2 separate regions of the Zea mays genome follow, and region 1 is linked to region 2. Evidence: chromatin contacts called from public Hi-C data. All regions are on one chromosome and are shown on one strand. The core of a region is the stretch at or near the end of the contact, and the rest is flanking DNA. Distances in the headings are between cores, read along the strand shown. Region 1 holds the start of LOC100280169 (Aspartic proteinase A1). Region 2 holds the start of LOC100274396.

Region 1 (3,818 bases), core at 817-3,316, 550 kb before region 2:
TTGTTTTCGCGGAGCTGGTTCTCTATCCACACGACAGCCATCTGACAGGCCGAGCACATGACATCTGAGCCCAGGTTTTCTTTCCCGACGACAGATTCAATCCCCTCGCTGCAGGAAATTTTCGCGTGATCCGATGATAGTTTACCACCAGCATGGGAAGAAGAAGAACATGCTTGCTGTGCCAAGCAAAACAGGGCCTCTCACCTGACAGATCGAGCGCCATCGAACACGCACAGACCAACCTGGCTGCACACCCTCTGTGGATCCGTCTGCATGCAGTGTCAAGGGCAGATTAACTGGAGTTCAGAGCTAGCTAAACAGAGGTATGAAACGCAGAAACTCTAGCTAGCTAGCGCTAGCAGACCTGTGCGATGAGCATGTCGAGGATCATCTCTCCGTACTGGCTCACAACTTCCTTGCACTCCGTGCTGATGATCCCGTCTGCCCCGATCGCTTCGTTCACCTGGGCAATTATGGCCTGCAAGAAACATCAGACATGTCTGCTGTCTGTTAGAGAACTTCATCCAAAGTACAAGTACAGAGAAACTTGAGGAGGAGGATCATCGGTATGGACGGAGAGTGGAGACAGAGAACGACATACCGTTGGGCCAGCGAGCAAGGAAGTCCCGGAGTCGACGATGGCAGCGCACCCCTTGGCGCAGAAACCGGTGGAGTGGCCGTCGATGAGAAGGTCCCCCATGTCGAACTGCCAGTATCCCTTGCGGGAGACGGGGACGTAGGTGTGGTTCCCGCTGAAGTGCGCAGGGTCGACGCCGCCGAAGACGAGCTCGCCGCCGGCCGCCGCCGCGTCCGGGCTCCGGTTCAGCCAGAAGGAGAAGACGTCCTCCGCCAGCAGCTCCTGCTCCTGCATGCTCTGCCTGGCAACCTACATGTGATGGGCCGGCCGCCGCCCGCCGGCGGGTGCAAGAGCAATGAGATAGATACCTACCAGATCGGAGGAGCCTTGCCGACGGAGATCTCGGGGTATCCGAGACCGAGGATGCCGTCGAACTTGCCGATTATGAACGTTATGCTGCTTTCGCGCGTTGTCTCGATGAACTTCTGCAATGTGTGGGTTGGTTTAATTTGAGAGCGTCGGAGCAGAGATATGTGTCAACGACACTGAAGGCAGGCAGGAGGTGTTAGATTTTGACCTGGTTTTTGACGGTCAGGTCCCCGACCAGCACGTCGTCGTCGCTGAAGAACCCGGCGATCGAGCCGGAGCCGTAGGTGATCTTGCAGGTCTCGCCTGGACGAATTGAGCAAGAAAGAGATGCGCTTTGGACTATCCGAAAACCCAAGAAGAGGAGAAAGATGAGAAGACGGTGATGAGGCGTGGCCAGAAATGTATACCGTACCGTCCGCCTTGTACGTGCTAGACTTGGCCGACTTGTATCTGTGGTGCAGGTAGCAGGCAATCTGCATGCGCGCAGTCGAACAAAATATACAATAAATAAATTCAGTGGAAGGAGTGAAGGACTAGTAAGCGCCAGGCAGAGAGCCAGAGAGAGAGAAGGAAAAGCAAGCAAGGAAGGAAGGGAACCGGACCGAGAAGTAGCATCTGGAGGAGGGGACCCAGAGGTTGGAGCTGCCGGTGTCGAAGATGACGGTGAAGTTCTGCGGCGGCGTGCCGATGCCGACGACCCCGTAGTACTGGGTGTTGAGGTAGTCGACGAGAGGGACGTCGCCGCCGCCGGAGGCCCCGAGACGGCTTGCCTCCTGCTGCCTCGCGGCCTTGGCCGCCGCCAGCGCGCGCTGGTCGAGCCCGCCGCCGCGCCTGCTGAGCCCGACCCTCAGCAGGCCGCCGGCGCCGGCGCCAGCGCCGTGAGGGGACGCGTGCAGCAGCAGCGCGCACGACAGCGCCCACAGGCAGGCGGCTGCTGCCGGCAGCAGGAGGTGGCCGCGCCCGCGCCCCATGATCCTACAGGTAGCGCCCCATGAGCCGAGGCAGCAAGCGAGTCAACGGCAGGTAAGGCGGTTGGAGCAAGAAACTACTCACCTTGTTGTCTTGTTAGCGTGTTCTACCTTCTTTTTCTTCCGAACAAGTGCTGGAGAGCGGTTTGATGAGGAGGAAGAAGAGTGGCCAAGTGAGTGAGTCAAGGCGGAGAGGGGGAAAGAGGGCCTTGAGGCGTCTAGGCGACAAACACAAACACTGGGATTGGCATCGTCCACGTACTACTACGTCCAGTCCCCCTGTCCTGTGCCTGTCTTTCTTGAAGCTACTCACTCGGACGACCCGGCGGGCGCATTGATGCGTCGACGTACGAATGTGTCACCCGAGCGTGGGCCTGGCCCGTGCGTCAGTCCCCACAGCGGCGGAGGTAGGTTTGTGGGTGGTTCGTGATTGGGCGGGCGCGTGTTGCACACCCCGGAGGATATCTTTATATTACGAGGGACCCCCAAAAAATCTATTTCTTCCTATGCACGAGGCCGTACTAGAGGCAAGATTATTTCTTATGTCCCTACTCCCTAGTCCCTACCAGGGTTCACCAAACCGGTTGGGCTTTATGTATTGAGATGAGTTGAGTTGAAATTTAAACTAATTTACGCTACAATCTATCTTAACACACGTGGATTAAGGTCAATACTAGAGAACTCAAATAAAAGCCTTAATGGGTGAAAACCGACCGGGACCGATAGCCGGTTTATCGTGACAAACCGGTAAAAATCGGCCGAAATCAAAATCGTTTAGTTTTTTTAATTCAAAACAGTTCGAAACCGATAAATCGTCCGATAAGTCTGATTAATCGACTTCTGCCCTGATAAACCGGTGGCATATAAACGGAAACCGAGCCATGTGTAATTTTTTTGCAAATAAAGCACATTGAGGCCTCCTAATTTGAACAAAAGATCACCACCAAACATTATCAACAAGTCCAATAACAACATTTAGCAGTTCAAATACCTTACATGCCATCGTTTCATAGTTCACAACCAACATCGAAGATACAGATACATGTTTTATAGTTCACAGTTGCTCCTCCGTCGAAGATCGTTCCCACGGGAGCGCATTCCACTGATGTTATGCTTGTGCCATATTGTACTCCTCTGTTGATAGAAACATAATACCTTGATCACGCATCAATTGTGCCTTGTACTCTACCCAGGTCTGACTCGTCCACGCAGAAGTCGTACTCCACGGCTCCGCCAACAATTGGTAGTACTCAGTGTCCTCCCATTCATACACCCACCTCATTGGTTGTTGTGTCACCTCACCAACCGGATAATTGACATACGAAAGTAGGGGTGAAGACGAGCCTTGTCTTTCATTGCTAGAATCGGGGGTCCAATATGCTTGTTGTAGGCCTTGGTGTTCGATCCCTGTGTGAGTAGTCCTACGCTCCTCAGGTGCGCCGTTATCTTGGTCTTGTGTAGCGTATGCGTTCTAGGACTGTCGTACATATTTATGAAAACATGGTTAGGTGTCAATCACTAATTTATTGAGAATTAAATGTAATGGTACTTGTGAAATGTGTCGGAGCTATCTGAGACCTACCAGCACCACCATTACCACCACCATTACCACCACCAGTAGCACCAACATCGCTACAGCCAGCACCACCACCAGCATCATCGGAAGACGTCACCGAACTGCTACCGGCAGACTCTTGGTATTGTGGAATTTTATCACCACTATCGGTCTCATCATCGCTAGCCACCGCTATCTTTCCTTTCTTGCTTGTTTTTTCGTAACACGAACCGCGCCTTTCTCTTACCAACATAAGTGTCCCCCACATTCTTCTTTGTCCACTTAACCAAATTTTCTTTTGGCAAATTTTCTTTTGGAGTGCCTTTAGCCACGATGCTTGATGGTAATG
Region 2 (3,888 bases), core at 1,331-3,830:
ATCTCTTGTGGTTATTGTGTTTTGTTGAGACTCCTCTCTAGCCACTTGGCATTATTGTGCTAACGCCTAACCAGGTTTTGTGGCATTAAGTTTTCAAGTTTCACAGGATCACATATTCACCCCCCTCTAGGTGCTCTCACATATCTACCTTGCACCTGACATAATCGGAATCCGGATACCCAATTAAATCAAAGGTAGACTCCTTAGGATACTAGAGCCTGAAGTGAGGCTTGTGAACTAAATGTCTCAAAATCCACTTCACTGCCACAAGGTGGTATTCTTTAGGATCAGATTGAAATCTAGCACACATACATACGAAAAACATAATATCTGGTGTACTTGACATTCCTTAGCAACCAAGGGAGTGTTTGAATGCACTAGAGCAAAAGTTAGCTGTTAAAATTAGTTAAAAACATCCAAACAATCTATCTAATAGTTTAGTTATTAGTTTTTTTTTAGCAAATTAGCTAATAGTTAGCTAGCTATTTATTAGAGCAACTCTAGTGGTTCTCTAAAAGACTTCCTAAATCAATAATTTAGGTAGTTAACATGAAAACTATTCTCCAACAGTTCTCTAAATGAACTTTCTAAATTTAACAACTTGTCATCTAACCTCATTTTCTCTCTACATTTGGCAACCATTTAACAACTCCCTAAACAAAAATGTTGACTGTATTATATAGTTTTTGTGACTTATTTTTATGTGGATAAATACAAAACAAAATTACAACCTATATTTAGAGAACTATTGGAGAACTCACATTTTTTTACTCCAAAAGCTATTTAGCAACTTCTTAAATATGTGATTTAGAGAGCTAAAATTTACATAACTATTGGAGTTGCTCTTAGCTAGTTAATTTCACTAGCTATTTTTAGCCAACTAACTATAAGATCTAGTGCATTCAAATATCCCCTAAAGGCGGTCATATTTTTAGATGCTAGTGAATGTGAATGACATTATGGCAAGCTTGACCATATGATTTGTGATGGACGTCAAATACCAAAATCGATTATAGGAAATGGTTAAGCCCATTTTCCTTTGAGTAGCCAAAGTCTTTGAGTGTTTGCCTCATCCAAAGCAATTGCACACAGCAATACCCTCCGGCAATATACTTGGCCTCGGCGGTGGATAGGGCAGCGAAATTCTATTTCTTTGAGCTCCAAGACGCTAGGGACCTCCAAAAAAACAGACATGTCCCTAATGTGCTCTTCATATCTACCTTGCACCCGACATAATCGGAATCCGAGTACCCAATTAGATCAAAGGTAGACTCCTTAGGTTACCAGAGCCCAAAGTGAGGCTTGTGAACTGAATGTCTCAAAATCTACTTCACTGCCACAAGGTGGTATTCCTTAGGATCAGATTGAAATCTAGCACAAATACATACGAAAAACATAATATCTGGTGTACTTGACATTCCTTAGCAGCTAAGGGAGTGTTTGAATGCATTATAGCTAAAGTTAGCTGTTAAAATTAGTTAAAAATATCCAAACAATCTATCTAATAGTTTAGTTATTAGGGTCTGTTTGGTTGGGCTGTGGCTGTGGAAAAAGTTGCTGTGGGCTGTGAGCTGTGGAAAAAGCTGATGTAGGCTGTGTGCTGTTAAAAAGCTAAAAATCGTTTGGTGGAAACCACTAAAAGTCGTTAAAAGTTCTTCGATATATGTTTTCACAGTTCCATCCAAAAGCCACTAAAAGCAGGTCCAGGGGTGCTTTCAGTTTTGCACTACGAGAAAGTCGGCTTTTAGAAAAAGCTGCTTCCTGGATCCAGCCCTTTGGTTGGCTTTTGGCTTTTAGGGGGCAAAAGCCAAAGCCAAAAGCCAAACCAAACACACCCTTAGTTATTTTTAGCAAATTAGTTAATAGTTAGCTAGCTATTTATTAGCTAGTTAATTTCACTAGCTATTTTTAGCCAACTAACTATAAGATGTAGCGCATTCAAATATCCCCTAAAGCTGGTCATATTTCAGCTAAACACTAACAAACCTAGCTGCTAGTGAATGTGAATGGCATTGTGGCAAGCTCGACCCGTTACATGCTACAGCAGTACAGCGCCACTGCCCGCCCCCCTCGCCTCGCCCGCCGGATCCGACCAAATCCAATCCGACAGCGGCGGGCCTCCAGCACTCCACTGCGCCCGTGTCCGCTGCCGACGGGGTGCTATAAATGGGCCGGAGCGCGGCCCGGCACGGCGTGCGCTGCAGACGGGTCGGATCTGAGACGAGACGATCCCCCTCCCCTCAGGCCTCGTTCTAGACGGAATAAATCAGTACGATTTAGAATCTGATTCAGTTTGGTGTAGATGTTCGTTTTGAACTGATCCGAAAATAAACAATCTGGTTTGGACTTTCTTCCCTCAATCTTGTACCTAGAATAAGTACAGGTGATCCAACTTTTGGATTAGTTCCTAGCATGAAAATGAGGTGGTGATCGGAATAAGTGGCAAACCAGGTTTCACTCATTCCTGGGCTGGTTTAATTACCGGCCTGGCTTGAACCATGGCGTGCCGAACTGGGCCTCAACCGGAACTTGTTTTACCCCATCTCATCCCACTGACTCCACCCACCCGCCCGCTGCCTCCGCCGGATCTCGTCGGACTCGGATCCGCCCGACCACCCCGCGCCGCCGCCGCGCAGCAGCAGCAGGTGAGCGTCCCTTCTCCTTCGGTCCGCTAGGCGCCTCCGCTGGCGCTCTGCGTTCCGGTGCCCGCTTCCTCTCCCTTCGCCCGTAGGGTTTTGTTCTCGTTGTCTGTGTGTCAAAACAAAGGCGGGCGGTTCTAGGAGCTGCGGGCTCCCGCAATGGTTGGTTCCGCGGCCAGCTGCTGCTCGCTCGGTCAGGCGGTACGCTCCGGCGCGCGTCTCGCGCATTCCTTGCCGCCATCCATCCAAAGCTGGGGCTCGGCATCCTAGGTTCCCTGGTTTCGTTCGTTCGTGCCGAGAAATGGTGAAAATACCTTTGGCTACAGCGAAAAAAACGTGTGTATATATCCAAACAAAAGCTGGGAAATACTAACAAAGGTTGTACCTTGTACCCTTTCACAGCAGACTCCATTATGTCAATGACATCAAATTTCCATCCATTCTTCTGGGCATATTTCTCGTACCTGTAACGTAGAAGAATCAAGCTTAGCGACATAGAGTGATGATCACACACATTAGCTGCAGAGCAAGATAACTGACATTCTAAATATATCCATTGCAAACAAAGAAGCCTCTTTCTCCTCCAGTTCCTGCAATATGACATCACCGTCAGTCTCACTTGTTGCCCAATAACTGAAAGGTGAATTGTGCTCATGTGCGTACAAGGGCAAGATCTGGTTTACCTGCCCGCACCTCCAATATGCAATCCTTTTCATCTGCTTCATCCTTTGGAAGCAGCGATCTAAACAGTTCATGCTGCAATCGTTTCTCCTCCTCGACAGCCACAAGAAGCTCCTCTGCTGCCATCTCACACATGTCTTTCTCTTCACGATCATTTGCTACCAAAGATTTGAGACCCTCGATTTCCTATGATCGGAACATAAATAGACTCCTCTGAATCCTCAATAGTTCATACATTGATACATACAGTAGGTTGTGTCTTGTTTAAAAAATGTAACAAGATCACAATTCACAACCTCCTGTTTCGATCTCAGGTCTTTGATCAATTCCATGGTGCTCTCCAGCTTGTGGAACTCCTTGTTAGCCCTCGAGTACTCTTCCGGCGAGGCGGCTGGCTGTCTTTATTAACACCAACTCACATCAAGGCTATTGCAGCTAGTCTAACTTAAAATTACCGTACAATGATAATGGTTCCTCTCTTGTTACAACTGAAAAAGCATTAAAGAGAAGCTGTCCCATCTGAAATTACCTGGTTGATTTGCTCTTGGAGGTACGCGCTCCTCTGCTC

The links. A called contact is a pair of places that touch in the nucleus more often than the background predicts.
Region 1: a contact with region 2 is called in a Hi-C map of ear, with 1.6 times the contacts expected there. The contact joins the promoter of LOC100280169 here to the promoter of LOC100274396 in region 2. A contact is called at or near these places in 2 of 25 Hi-C or Micro-C datasets (ear and tassel).

The regions. Positions count from the first base shown.
Region 1 is chr10:88,880,425-88,884,242 of Zm-B73-REFERENCE-NAM-5.0, reverse strand. LOC100280169 (Aspartic proteinase A1) reads right to left here and starts at 2,066. Exons shown (of 12, transcript NM_001360696.1): 1 at 2,000-2,066; 2 at 1,549-1,921; 3 at 1,359-1,419; 4 at 1,155-1,249; 5 at 950-1,062; 6 at 602-878; 7 at 365-478; 8 at 205-269; 9 at 1-108. The coding sequence starts at 1,917.
Region 2 is chr10:88,327,678-88,331,565 of Zm-B73-REFERENCE-NAM-5.0, reverse strand. It overlaps LOC100274396, which reads left to right and starts at 2,580. Exons shown (of 12, transcript NM_001148756.1): 1 at 2,580-2,645. It also overlaps the pseudogene LOC103642603.